Linked DNA regions of Danio rerio: region 1 is linked to region 2. A link is a contact called in public HiChIP or PLAC-seq data. All regions are on one chromosome and are shown on one strand. Each heading gives the region's core, a stretch centred on a gene start, on an enhancer-like site or on the middle of the called end of the contact. The rest is flanking DNA. Distances are from core to core; before and after follow the strand shown.

Region 1 (7,442 bases), core at 2,205-4,704, 310 kb after region 2:
TTCTCCTCAACGTTGATAATAAATTAATTTCTTTCTGTATGAAATGTCAAACAGACACGGTTGCTCCTGAGTCCTGTCAAACCTCCACTAGTTTTTCCTCCATTTCGTGGGTCCAAATAAACCGAAAAAGAGCTCTTTTAACTTCTCCCCCAGCCTCCCGCTGGCCTGCAGCAGGTATACACACACGCACACACAAGTGATGGCTGATGTTATTTTTAGTCAAAACTCAATTCACACGGCATGATTTGAATCGCCGACAGCTCCAGATATTTAGCATGACAAATATCTCACAGGCATCGGCGACTCATCTGCGATTCTCTCAGATCGTGTCTTTGATTGTTCATACTGTGTGATTGTCACTCACGTGCACGAGCACCGATTTGCCTGTGATTTCAGGCATTTGTTGGCGATTTCTCAAAACCTGTCGGCGAGCCAAAATCGGGGCTAAAATCACGCAGTCTGAACTAGGCATTAGTAAGACCTTGATTAGCCTGTTCAGGTGTGTTTGATTAGGGTTGGAGCTAAAATTTGCAGGACACCGGCCCTCCAGAAACAAGTTTGGTGACCCCTGCAATAAACTCATTCATTCATTCATTTTCTTGTCGGCTTAGTCCCTTTATTAATCCGGGGTCGCCACAGCGGAATGAACCGCCAACTTATCCAGCAAGTTTTTTACGCAGCGGATGCCCTTCCAGCCGCAACCCATCTCTGGGAAACATCCACACACACATTCACACACACACTCATACACTACGGACAATTGAGCCTTCCCAATTCACCTGAACCGCATGTCTTTGGACTGTGGGGGAAACCGGAGCACCCGGAAGAAACCCACGCGAAGGCAGGGAGAACATGCAAACTCCACACAGAAATGCCAACTGAGCCGAGGTTCGAACCAGCGACCTTCTTGCTGTGAGGCAACAGCCCCTGCAACAGCCCCTGCAATAAACTGTGCAGCCCTAATAGATGACTAACTTTAATTACAAAAACACAAACTTTTAAGTTAAATTAAATTGAATGTCTCTTAAAAAAAACAATAAAAAAACAATAAAAGTGAATGAGAAGTCCGGCACCAAAATGGAAAAAAAAAACCCTACTAAAAACGAAGTATTATACCGATGCAAATTACTCTTCAACTATATTCCAGTCTTCAGAAAGCACATTAAACCCTCAAGTAAGAGTGTGAACCTGAAATGCTTTTTCACAACAATAAAATCAGTCACGATCACCAATCCCTGAACAAATACTGACAAAATGTTCATTTCTGGCTGAACTGTTCCTTTAAGGAGCTCATTTCCCACCATCCTACATCTACCCAGAGACACAGCAGATGACATCAGGCCTCAGGGACATTAAGACGATCCTCGAAATAACACTGCTCGCGACAAACATCCAATTTTCCAGTTAGGGGACAACCTTTCTGCGGATCGCCAGTCGTACTTGTCGCCTGTCCAGCCGCATTTACCACCTACAGTTACACCCCGTCTCCTGTTATCGCTTTTCCTCGCTAAGCATCATGTAAGAGAGGCTGGAGCCAAATTCTGCCTCTCTTCCCTCTCTTCAGCCACAGATGCAGCAAACGGTGCAATCTGCCAATCTCCATGAGTCATCCAGCACTGTTAATTATGTCCCCTAAGGAGGAGAATTGATTAGCGAGGGTCTCAAACTGATTTAAATTGTTATTTGAGACTATATAAAGCGTGGGCCTAAACGTTGCCATTTAGTCACATTCACTAAGCGCTGTCGTTATTCAGAATCCTACTTTGCCAAGTCACACAGATTGCATGTGTGGAGAGAGAGAGGGAGGGAGAGAGAGATAAGAGAGAGAGAGGGAGAGAGAGAGAGAGAGAGAAAGAGAGAGAGAGTAAGAGAGAGATAAACGATGCTGGGTGAAAATGCCTTTCAAGGTGAGAAAGTTTCTCAGTTTAGTCGATAAGTGGAGTTGTGCAATGAATTATTCAATCATAGACAAGTCACTATTGGTTGAGGAGAATGTCAATCATGCAAGCCTATATTTCAACTGATAACACACAAAAAGAGATGCAAATATGTCAGAAAATATCTAAACTATCAAAATGTTAGTGTATTTAGATTGCTTTTGCACACCAATAATGATTTTTTTGTTCAAAATAAATTATATTATATATATTATATAAATTACTATGTAAATTATTATAAATTAAATAAATTATATTCAATTATATTAAATATTATATTATATCAAATTGTATTAAATTATATTATATTACATTATATTATGTTATATATATATAATACAGCGGAATGAACCGCCAACTATTCTGGCATACGTACGTTTTATTATATTAAAATAAATATAAATTTATTATAATAATAATATAATATATATTACAGTATATTAAAGATTTTTATATGACAACTGAAATTTTTTAGGCTTAGTTAAGCTTTTTTTGTACGTTTTTACAGCCATTTATGATTATTTTATTAGCCTTTTACATTTCTTTCCACAATCTTGCCGACAGCAAACACATGGACATTAGTGTATATCCAGTACAAGTGAGATTACTCTTGAGTAATTGGATTAGTTGACTAGCTAACTAGTTAAAAAGCTTAATCCCGCAGATAATCCCACAATCTCATTTTAAATCTAAACAAAAAAAAATTCTATTTCTATTAGCTATTATAAAATTATTGGCGAAAGAAGAACTTAAAAATAACTTGGGATTATAATTAACCAGAAACCACAGTTCATACCATGTTACGTTACATGTGATTAATGAATTTCATGACTGTTAGACTTCACAGAAAACTATAAAGTGCTGTTTATTTCTGTTTTTTTCCATCTGTTTTGTATTTTGCATATTTTTTGATAATTTTGTGTTGCCTATCCAGATGCGCTCCGCTACAAAATCATCCCAGCCAATGTAAAACTATGAATTCTTTCAAAAATGTTACTTAAATTTTATTCAAATTGCAGAAAAAACAAAATATCGTGCAGCCTTATATATACACTATACATTTTTTAACTGCATTATAATGACTGGGATTATATTTGAGTTGTTGGAAAAACTGATTTAATTGTCATTAAATCAAAAATACATTAAAATAAAAAGGCTTAAATGTCATTAAATACTACTTTCTCATGTTTTTCAAAGTGAATTAAAAGCAAAAAAATAAGTAAATAAATAAATAAATAAAACTTTCAAATCCATATAAAGCCATACAAGATCACTGAACAACTACAGCAACAACAAAAAAACAGTGTGAACATTAACTGTATGTTGTTTGTTTGCAGAAAGTGCACAACTAGGGTCATGCAAGTCTGGATTAACTCTCTGCTGCCAAGATCTGAGAAGGGCTGCTTTGACCTTCTTCCTGTGGGGCCTGGAATTTACAAGGTCTGAGCGCCGGTCCTTGAGAGCCGGAATGTGGAAAGACGAGTGAGTTTCCTACAGGCTGTGATTAAAGCCTGGATTTATATGCCTGTGCATGATGCCACATGCTAGAACTGCAACCAGCAGCTATGTGTGACAGCAGCCCAGACCGACAAGCATGATATAACCAGCAGCACAGGACAGCACAGACGTCACCACACCAGAAAACCTGCCAACCCTCATGTTCTGTCTGATCCTTCACCTCAAGACCGTTTTTAAAGTATCAAAAACAATATTTAACCCTCTCGTGTGGAGCTAGCTATGGAAAATTTTAGACCATTACAAAATACTCTAGCCTTTGAATTTAAAGGGAAAGTTCAGCCAATAATGAAAATCCTCATTGTTTATTCTCCCTCATCTGGTATTAATAAAAATCTATATTAACCCTCATTGAAAACATTTGTTGAAACTGAATGAATACATTTATAATTATCTATAAAATATAATAAACAAATTGCAAGCAAGAATACCTAACATCAAGCAAAAAAATTTAAATAAGTAGTGCTTTTTGCTTTTCCGGAGAGTCAATCTGTATTCACCAACATAATCAACTGTATAGTCTTCATTTAAATTAATAATTCAGCCAAATTATTCTTCATTAAAGTTATAATTGTATGTTATTGTGCCAAATGCATTAAACTCTCTTAAAATGCCTTTAAAGCACACGCAAATGATAAAGCTTCACTCTGTTGGTTATACGTTGACTTCAGATGGTTATATATGACTTCACAAATCTCTCAAGTGTTGATCAAATATAATCCCAACTCCACATATCATATCCCACGATGTGACTACTTTGGACACACATTGCAATATCGATGCTGAAATGATACATTGTGCAGCCCCATATATTATAACATTAAAAATGTATAAAAAAAAATTGGTAGGCCTTTAGAAAATTCTCCGTTTCTTTTGGATTTAAAGGGATGGTTCACTCAAAAACGAAAATTATTTTTCATTATTTATTCCACCTTATCTGGTATTAGAAAAATCAATATTTGCTGAATTAACCCTGGTTTTCAAATCACAACATGTTGTTTCTGCTGAAGAAAAGACTGTTCATCATGGCTTTAAAAATGTAAAAATGTGTAGATCTTAAAACAAATTCTCAGTTTCTACTGAAGTTAGATAAAAGAGACTTAAAATTCCCTCATCACTTATTCTCCCTCATGCGGTATCAATAAAACAACTATTATATATATTTACCGAATTAATTATCAAAAAAATCATATTTCTACTGAATCTAAAAGGATTGTTCACCAAATAATAAAAATTTACACTGTAATAAAATTGCAGGGCTCCACATATTTTCTTAATGTTGTCCCAACAAAAATTAAGTTAACTGAATTGATTTGACAAATTTAAGTAGATTGTACATGAAACAATTAAGTTGTCTCAAAAAACATCAAGAATTGTGTTAATTCAGCTCATTTTAAATAAGTAGTTTGAACAAACAGCAAAGACATTTACCTCATCATCTACTCCTCTTTATCTGATATTAATGCAATCAATATTTGCTGAATAAACCCTGGTTTTCAGGTTTTAGGGCTGGGAGGTAAAAATCGGTATTGACATTTATTGATCGAATACCATTGTCAATATCGATAAAAAAAAAAAATTAAAAAAAAAAAAGAAGATTTGGTATGTAGTTTTGGTATGAAGCACTATAGTTTTATTTAAATGCTGCTGCTGGGTGTGTGCCTTGAAAGCAATGCCAATAAGCTCAGGATGTCTGTTTGTCATTTCCAATGGAGGCGTGTGACTTGCATGAAACACACATGATCCTAGTTCCAGGAGAACCTAGTTGAAAAACATTTGAACTTTTTCGAATGCCCCGGGCGCACTGCTAACCAACCAGAACTAACCAATCTGCTTCACACTTTGTGAGGAATATACACATTTCAGTAATAATGGTAGACTAATGACCTCAGACAAACACAGCACATCCAAACACTGCAGCGCTTTTTACTTTTCTCCATAAACTTGTATCAGAGATGCAGCAATCTGTCCGATTTTCATCCTCTGAGAGAATGGTCAATGGTCGACTAGTTATGAGAGACGCCATAGAAAATGGTGAAGGAAAGCACATGTGCGCACTTGTCACTTCAGGTCAAAATAACAACACACTAAAGATTAATTTGGCTGCGACTGTTTGTCAACTGCGTGAAAATACAGGGTGCTTTCAGGCCCAGGTGTTTGTTTCAGAACCTGTTTCATTTGCGAAGTTAGCGCAGTTTGTCTGGCGTATGTGAATCACGCAATTACGCTCGGTCCGACTTAAATCAATCAGTCCGAGAACGCCTGAATGAGGTGGTCTCGGCTCGATTGAGCAGATCGATCGTAGTGAGAAAACAAACCAATCAGACAAACTAGGCTATATCACAGTGTATTATGATTGTGTAATAGCCATACATACGACTATGTGTAGAGAGAATAATGAGTAGGGCAGGATGTCATTCCTACCGGTAAATATGCGTTTCATGTCTAATACGAAAGTGAAAGCATACTGAAATATTAGCGAAAGCTGTTTATCTGTTAGGAAAATTGACCAAAAATGACCATCTGAAAAAATTTTCATATTTAATCTTATAATATTTTGTATTAGGCCTATTGTTTTGTACATTTCTGAACTGACACCTGGAAAGAAAGATCAACATTGATCTGCTTCATGATCTGATTGCAGTCCCCGTGTTGCTCCGGGAAATGCATCCCTGAGGTAAAATTCTCACACCCGCTTCCTAGACTTTCATTAACATTCTTAGTCTACATTTAAAAAACCAAAGGCCATAACTGATTAAACTGTAGGCTAATATGATTATTATTTTGATGCATCAAGCCAGAACAAGAAGTAAAATTGCGACTTAAAACTTGGTTTACAAATAAATGAAAAATAAAAATATTGACTGTAGTATAGACTGATGTAATGAGCCTGTTACTAAAATTAGGCATGTTGGTGGGTTACACACATTAAACAAATTTACTTTAATCAGTAGTGTATTTAAATTCAATCTATTCACTTATTTAAATGTATATATTGTGTAAGGTAATGGTTCCGATCATGGAACTGACCTCAGTCACTATCATTAGTTGTCATAACTCTAATTAATTTAAAAAATGTTTTAAGTTAATATATGCAATTATGCATATTTCAGAGGGGGTGTCACTTACAGCAGGAGTGCATTTTTTGGCACCACAGTTCATCTGTTGTTTCTCTCTATAATTTAAGCCTATAATGCATATAATTCTAGCCAAAGTTTTTTTTTACTAGATTGATTAATTAAATAAACTGATTTTTTACAAAACTTGACAACTGAAATGAGGCTATGCATGAGAAAGTCAGTCTCTGATTTATATGTCTGTGGGTGTCAAAACTGAAGTGCACCTTTTCACTTTCATACGCACGCACGCACACACGTGGCAATGTGTATATTAACATTATATTGAAACATCAAAACTAAACTCAGAGTTAAGAAACCAGAAAAATACCAATCTGTAAACATGTTTTATATCTTAAATGAGGAAAATAAACATGCGTTATAAACACGACAAAAAAAGTCTGCGAGTTTACAGTATACAACATGCTTTGTAGAAATTCTGTGAATGAAACTGCACAACCTAAACAATATAATGCTCATCAAAAGGATGAGAGTCGGCTCTCTATAAAACAAAAATGACTGATTTTATGTTATTTGACATTTTTTGCATTTATGAGGAAAAAGCTTCGTCATTGATATGACAGCTGTGAAACTGGCACTTGTGTGCCAGTGTAAAATACTTGCTAACACAAAAAAGTGCACCTATAATGCTATATTTTCCTTGTTTTGACACATTAAAAATTTCTGGCTAAGAAATTATTTGGAGTGGCTAGAGATAAATTTGCTAAGTCCTTAATTTTGAACCCTGAAAAGTCATGTGAAATAAAAACTAATTGCATTAAGACACAGTCCATTTGCTCATGCACACTGAGCAAGCTAATATACAATACACACAAGAAGTTAAATGAATGAGAAGGCATGTGGACATAACACA
Region 2 (7,673 bases), core at 1,162-3,661:
GTACGCATTTCCTGTTTTACATTTTTATAGCTTCCTAGAATCTAAAAATGAGCCAAATATTGATAATGTTATGATAGCTGTTGTAACATTAAGTTATGGTTGAATTGCCTTTTGTTACAGTTATGAAATGTTTATGGGCCAATGACAAAGAGATAATTGCACCAAAAACACTTTCATTCATTTTACAATTCTTTTTTTTTATTTATTAAAGTCTTTTTTATTTATTTGTGTATAACATACCAGGCCGCAATCGCTGAATCCTATGTAAAATCAGCAAAAAGTCGCAAATATTTGCAATCCTGCCAAATTCTTAATTAAACGCAAAATAATCACAAAGAATGTAAATAATCTTTTAATCAAAGTAATCAAAATAATACTTCGGATTAAAAAATTTCGTATTCAGAGCATCGGCAGCCATTAGCCTGTCTGAGCGGTCCAAAGAAAGTGACGGCTGACGTTCCACCACAAGATGGCGACAGCAAAATAAGTCCTTAGGTAAAAGCATTTTCTCAGTGTAAGTTTCAAACTACAGCTGAAAAAATCATTATAAATCAGGTCTAAGTCGATTTTTATATTTGTAGTGCTGCATTTATGCCAAAGAAACTGGCAGTGTTTGCTTTGCTTTGGCTTTTTTGGGGTTAATTGAGATATCCTTATTACAACAAAGAAATACTGGGACATTTCTGTAGAAATACATTAAATATACATATACATTACATATACATACTTTTTTATGTAAGTGTATTTCTTTGTTTTACTATTTTTATTTAAATATTTAAATATTTATATTTCAACATTTTGTTATTGTTTGTTAAAAAGCTACAATTTACATTTTAAATTTTTAAAAATACATTTTCAATTGGTTAACAATGTAAATTATACAGCATAAGCCAAGTCTGTCCAAAAACATTGATTTTTGAAGATAACAAATGTTTACAAAAATGTCTTTCTTAACCCTCTGGGGTCGAAGACCGTGTACCTGCGTTTTGACCAGTAGTGTTGTCAAACTGCTGAAATGAACTTAAATTACACTTTCAGTTTTGATCGTACACATAAGATCAATACATCAATCAAATCTGTTATGTGTCTACTTTTTGTTGTGTACACTCACAACAACAACAAACGTGTGTGCTTTTGCAAAATAAGGAAAACAAACAGTGTAGGCATTCTGTCTTTTCTCTCTCCGTGAACTGCTGAGAAGTGTATCAGTAAAATGCGCTGAAACTCCGTGAATACAAAACTCACACAGATGAGACATGTATTTCTAAAAAGCTTAAATTGTCTACTTTTAAACGCAGCTATGCAAGTTGAAAACAAACATTGCTTGATAAAGTAACATCATTTTGAAGCAAAAACACTAGACTACCAGATCCAGTTCTCAAAAGTCTTGTGCACAAATGTTCTCTGTGTGTTTCACGGCCTTGTTTCAGTGACTTCAAAATGTAAGATTTCACTAACCATGCATAAATGTTTCTTTCTCAAAAACACAAACACAGACAAGCATGCTGCTTAGGTATTATTGTAGCCCAAATTGTGCTGTTTACAGTGTTATCACACTTTAGCCATTAATATGTTTTTAAGATACTGAAAACAACACAAACGTCAGTGCATGTCAAAACTTCTCCAGAGCCCCAAAACACCCTCAGACCCCAGAGGGTTAAAATCAACTGATAAGCAGATCTGCATGTATTTAGCACTGTATGTATTGCCGAGATGTATTCAATGGTGATTTTTGTATTCAACGGTGATATTTGTTTTAAACTGAAATAAACTTCAACAGTGACACAAAAAAAACTGAGGTTAATCCGTTTTAATTTAACCAGATCTACACCAACATTCCACAACTCTCTTCTGTCTGTCTGATATGCTTGAATGCTATCTAAAATAGTAAGCTGCATAAACTCTCATCTATTTTCTTCAAGCTGCTGTGACACAATCTGCCTTGTAAAAAGCGTTATAGAAATAAAGATGAACTGAATTGAACGTTTTACTGTTTCATCAACCACACGATCAACAGAATTTCCTGCACACCATCTATCCTACATTTTTTTTCAGCTGTCCTACCAGAGCTGAAACAGACCCCCACATCCACCTCCCACTCCAAACCAGGCCCCACATGTCTGCAGAACAAAGCCGTGGGCCCTTGGAGGTGCCGGAGCTGCTGGATTTGCAATAATGTCATTTTTTGTTTAATAGCTCTGGCCTCCGAGGCACAAACCCATCAGAGAGGGAGGCGAATCGGTCCACCGGCCCACCTGTGGAAGCGTTTTGGGGAGGTTTTCAGTGGAGGTGACACCTGCAACAGGACGTACTACATCTCGGATTTAACAGCAGGGCCAGTTAAAGAGGGGCCCGCGGGGGTCCGGTGCAGGCTGGCGGCAGCTTAAAACAACCCTACACTCTTTAAGGGCCCCCCTGCTGTAGATTAGGGGGTATTAAGAGGCATGACTGCCTTTAATTGAGGCCCAATTCACTGTTTCCATCTCCCAGAACAATAAACATCCCCACCAAGGAGCGCATGCGGGCGAGAGCGGGTGGGTGGGTGCGCCATTGTCGTGCTTGTTTACTTGTTTGTTTGGAGGAAAACAGAGACTGCAGCTACGCGACTGACTCTAACAGGCCTGACGCAATGGAGCCAGCGTGGCAGGAGAGATTAGATCCAGCGAGGGCCATTAAGGCGGCAGTGATCAGCGCTCCAGATGATGACAGAGCTCAGGAATTGCCCTCAGCAGGTGGAGGACCAGATAAGCAGGCACAGCCGGGGATTCTGCGCCCATTTTGGGGAGGAAAAGGGGTTTTTTGAGTTTGCAAAATAAAACGGAGTGGAATCATCTTATTCATGTCTTGAAGCATGTGTAGTTTGCATAGAATGAAAATTTGCTGCAGACGCAGGTGACAACATATTTTTAGCGTGGTCTTTTTTAAAAAGAGGTGACTCATTGGTTAGCACTGTTGCCTCACAGCAAGAAGGTCGCTGGGTTGAGTTCTGGCTGGGTCAGTTGGCATTTCACTGTGGAGTTTGCGTGTTCTCCCTGTGTTGGCATGAGTTTCCTCCGGGTGCTTCGGTTTCCCCAACAGTCCAAAGACATGCACTATAGGTGAATTGAATAAACTAAATTGACTGTAGTGTATAGGTGTTTCCCAGTGGTTGGTTGCAGCTGGAAGGGCATCCGCTGTGTAAAACATATGCTGGATAAGTTGGCGGTTCATTCTGCTGTGGCGACCGCTGATGATTAAAGGGACTAACCCAAAGGAAATGAATTAATGAAAATGCAAATAAACCAAGCTTCCACTTTGGGAGTCAAAAGCAGACGTGGGGGATTCCAGTCACATGACCAGACTTCAGTCAGACTTAAGTCGCAAAATTTTGACTTTAGACTTGCTTGACAAACAAACAAAAAAGACTCGACTTGGACTTCAGTCAGTCTATTTGCGGCCTCAAGTTTCCACTGCAAAAATAGCTTTTCCTACTTAGAGTAGGAAAATCTAACAATTCTTAAATCAAGAAGCATTTTCAAGACAAGTAAAACACATAGGGTTCTATTTTAACGATCTAGACCCAAAGTCTAAAGCGCATGGCACACAAACATTGAGGGTATGTCTGAATCCACTTTTGCAATTTTAAGAACGGAAAAATACGCTGTGTGATGCGGCACATGGTCTAACAGGGTTGAGCTTATTTTCTTAATGAGTTCTGAGTGTGTTTTGAGAATAAACCAGTCAGAGTCTCCTCTCCCATTCCCTTTAAGAGTCAGTTGTGTCGCACTTTGGCGTATTTGCTATTAACATGGCGACTTAGTAAGAGAAAAAACTGAATGCTTCACTAGTGAGAATACAGTTAAACAGACCATCTGCAGCACAAGGATAATGAATGAGCCTCCTCCAATTGGCCCTTACTTTCACCTTCTTTCAATAATTTAACATTGAAAACCTGATCTCTTCAATTGACTCTAAAAGCTCAACTAAAAAGGTACAATTTTAATCGAGACTAAAAGTCATCCACAGTTGGGGACAATATTTATTTTACATTATATGTATAGTGTGTATTATAAAGCAAAACAATGCGTCTAAACAAGAAAATGAACACTATTACAATGAACATTATTATTAATTTTTAACAAATAAACAAAATGCGGTGCTTTTTTTTGTATGGAGTTTTGTGCAGACATAAAAATTATTGTTGTTCAAATTGATAGTGGCAACATTTCACAACTCTTAACAATAATAATTAACAATACTGCTTCTTTGACTGATCTCAGATCCTGCTGGAAAGATTTTAGTTTACCCAAAAATAAACATTCTATATTACTCTCCTTTGTGAGTTTCTTTCTACTCTTGAACAAAAAAAGAAGATATTTTGAAGTATGTTTAAAACCTGTAACCATTGAATTTAAACGCTCTTTTTTTCCTACTATGGAAGTCAATGGTTATAGGTTTTCAGCTTTCTTCAAAATATCTTCTTTTGGGTTAAACAGCATGAAGAAACTCATAAAAGTTTATAACCACTTGAGGGTGTGTAAATAGTGTTCATTATTGAGTGAATTGTCCCTTTATGTGGTGCTACCATTAAAAAAAAGGAAAGCAAAAAAAGTGGCAGAAAACACGAACTAAGAATTTCTAATATTTTTTTTTTTTACATTTTATTTAAATTTTTGTGAGCGGTCTTCAGACTTTTTTTGTCTCCTCTGTTCTAATGTAAAAGTTGTCTGCTTCTCTCCCAGCCTGATTTTCCCTCGAATGCACTCGAATCAATCTCACACCCCCTTTTTTCCTTGAGCAAAAGGCTTAGGTTTATTCATAAAGTTTCATCAACGGGGCGATGTGGCTGTGTTTGTGATGGCTCCACAGCGCCCTCTATAGACTGAAACGTTCTTAATCGCACTACAGTGCCCAGCTGTCATCAGTTTGGTGCAGAAAGATCAAATGGAGTCAGCATTAGAACATAAAACAGCGAGTATTACCTCACACTGTCCACGCAGGCCAGTTTCCTGCAGTCGTGACCAGATGCTCTGGATGCGTCCGGCGTGCTCCGGGTGGATGTTACTGTTTCCACACATGCACTGGTGTTTCTGCATCAGTGTGTCGTACACCAGACCTGTACAAAGACAAATACACACTTTTAAGTCAGCATGAAGTCAAAGTTTTTGTTTTTCTATCTATATGACTGTTTTTTTTTTGTCCATGGTCACATATGACAGCAATACAACTGAGCATTTAATCCAGAAACTCTGACAAAACTCATTTCTGTTTGCAGAGCTGCGTTTAAAAAAATCTAAATCAAAATACCATTTCTTAAGAAAAGGATACAGGTTTAGAACATTTATTCATTCCTTTACCTTCGGCTTAGTCCCTTAATTCATCAAGGGTCACCACAGCAGAATGAAACGCCAAGATATCCAGCATATGTTTTACACAGTGGATGCCCTTCCAGCTGCAACCCAGCACTGGGAAACACCCATACACTCTCACATTCTCACACACACACCTCACGGCCAATTTACCAGCGACCTTCTTGCAGTGAGATGACAGTGCCAACCACTGAGACACCATGCTGCCCAGGTTTGTAACATAGTGAACTAATAATTTAGTTTTCATTTTGGGGTGGACTGTCGCTTTAAACTGACAATAAAGTAAATGTATAACCTAGTATTCCTATATAGGTAAATATACCTGTTATATGCCTATAATTATACCTAATTTCATCCAAAATATATTTCAAACGAGGTCACCATGTGGACAGAACAAATAAATTTCTTTAAAAAAAAAAAAAATATATATATATATATATATATATATATATATATATATATATATAATTAAAATAAAAAACAAAAATGTAAAATAAATAAATAAATAAACTAAATAAATAAATAAATAAACTACCAATATGACTGGTTTTGTGGTTTAGGGTCACATATGAAAGCAGTGCAACAGAGCATCTTATCTAATGACTGACCGGTAGTAAAGCGTGGTTTGGCCGGAGGTTCCTGCACCACGATGGGAAATGTGGCAGAGGCCGGGGATGATTGTGCTCTGGAAAGAGGCCGATGGACTGGAAAAGACACGGACAGTCCGGCCGCCTCCATGGACGCCTGATAGTTCCTCAGCTGGTGAATTCTCTGCTGCTCCAATAGGAGAGCTTGCTGCTCAGAGAGAGAGAGAGAGAGAGAGAGAGAGAGAGAGAGAGACAGAGAGAGAAAGTCAAAAACAGACATTATTACCTTTCAGTAAATTTAAGTTTGGAGGAAGACTTGTGGAAATGAACAGCTAAATCTTTAAAACAATGTTTCCTTCTTAATAAAGAGGAACAGGTTTTTATCTATCATGCAGTTACATATATAACCAGCAGATGGCACTCAATGCATTGCAAAACACTAGAAAGGACAACACAGTAGTCAACATTCAAAGTGAATCAAAAATGTTTTTTCAGGATTGCCCTAGGACAAGAACGGATGCTGTTCAATAGTTTTTGGATAACTTTGATGAAAGCTACTGATCCACTTCTAATGTTGACTACTGTATTTATAGAAAATGCTTCACATTTCAACAAATCATGGACAAAAGCTTCACTTGTTATGCTTTTAGACTAGATTTAGACTATTTAAAACATAAGAAATTGTGGCTTTTAAGACAAATTTTAATGATTTTTTCAATCAATTTTGAACAATTTGAACTCATTTCTAATAACTTATTTCTTTTGTTTTTGCCATAGTGGCACTACATTATATTTAATTACTAATTTTGCAATATACTTAAAGGACTTCGGGTTTGTTCTGTACACCACAAAAAAATAATAATAATAAAAAAATAAATTCACTGTTGCTTGTTCAAACTACCTGTTTAAAATGAGCTGAAACAACACCACTCTTGTAATTTCTTTAGCCAATATATTTGTTTTATGTTTAGTCCACTTAAATTTGTAAACCATTAAGCTAACTTAAGCGTTTTGTGTAAGGACAACAATAAGGAGCTGTGATGGTCCAACTACCTTGTTAGGGGATTTGCAGTTCCAAGCATGCTTTTCTCTCTTTTGAAAGAGAGAGAAATTATGAAAATAAAAGTAATCTTAGGTGTTTAAAGTTAATAGAAAAACTTATTGGGAGTTTAACCTTCATTTTAGTTTAAAGATCTTTTTTTTTCAAGTAATGCTTTTAGTTTTGACATTGCCACCTTGCAGAAGCAAGTGTTGGCAGCTTTATTAGTAAAAAGGCAGCTTGTTGCTTTGCTCAGTGAGCAATAACTGTCCTAAAATTAGTTCTGAGATCAGTATCAATGGGTATATGAAACCCATGAAATATGCTTAAATGTCTCTTAGTTCATTTAGGATAACTTCAAAAAAGACTAAAAGACTTTGATATATGTTACATTAATAGGCATACAAGGTATTATCAGACCTTTGAGTTAGTTAAATACAAACACAAATGTATTTAAACTTTTATTTGATAAAATCATGTTGGACCAACTCAATTGCATTTAATTGTGTAAATAGTTGTTTTGTAGTTGGTGCTAAACAAATGTATTGGGTGGAAATCCTGCCCTCAATTAAATTCAGTTTATCCAATAAGTTATTTTTTTGAGTGCAGCCAATCAAAAAACAAGTTTCTTAAGGGGCTAATAATATTTACCTTTAACAATTTTATAGTTTTTACTTATTTATTAAAAACTGCTTTTAT

The links. HiChIP or PLAC-seq counts read pairs in DNA pulled down with a chosen protein or histone mark.
Region 1: a contact with region 2 is called in an H3K4me3 HiChIP or PLAC-seq map of embryo, with 2.7 times the contacts expected there. The contact joins two enhancer-like sites. A contact is called at or near these places in 1 of 18 Hi-C or Micro-C datasets (caudal fin) and 1 of 4 datasets of contacts at active chromatin or transcription factors (embryo).

The regions. Positions count from the first base shown.
Region 1 is chr9:48,079,812-48,087,253 of GRCz12tu, forward strand. It overlaps a transcript of hdac4 not described here. Among named protein-coding and RNA genes, the nearest start is that of lct, 130 kb to the right of the region's middle. Within about 2 kb of position 3,455, at least 24 of the 62 cell types and tissues checked have an H3K27ac peak or open chromatin away from gene starts, as enhancers often do.
Region 2 is chr9:47,771,705-47,779,377 of GRCz12tu, forward strand. hdac4 (histone deacetylase 4) reads right to left here. Exons shown (of 25, transcript NM_001039358.2): 12 at 5,957-6,143; 13 at 4,962-5,095. Among named protein-coding and RNA genes, the nearest start is that of hdac4, 110 kb to the right of the region's middle. Within about 2 kb of position 2,412, at least 8 of the 62 cell types and tissues checked have an H3K27ac peak or open chromatin away from gene starts, as enhancers often do.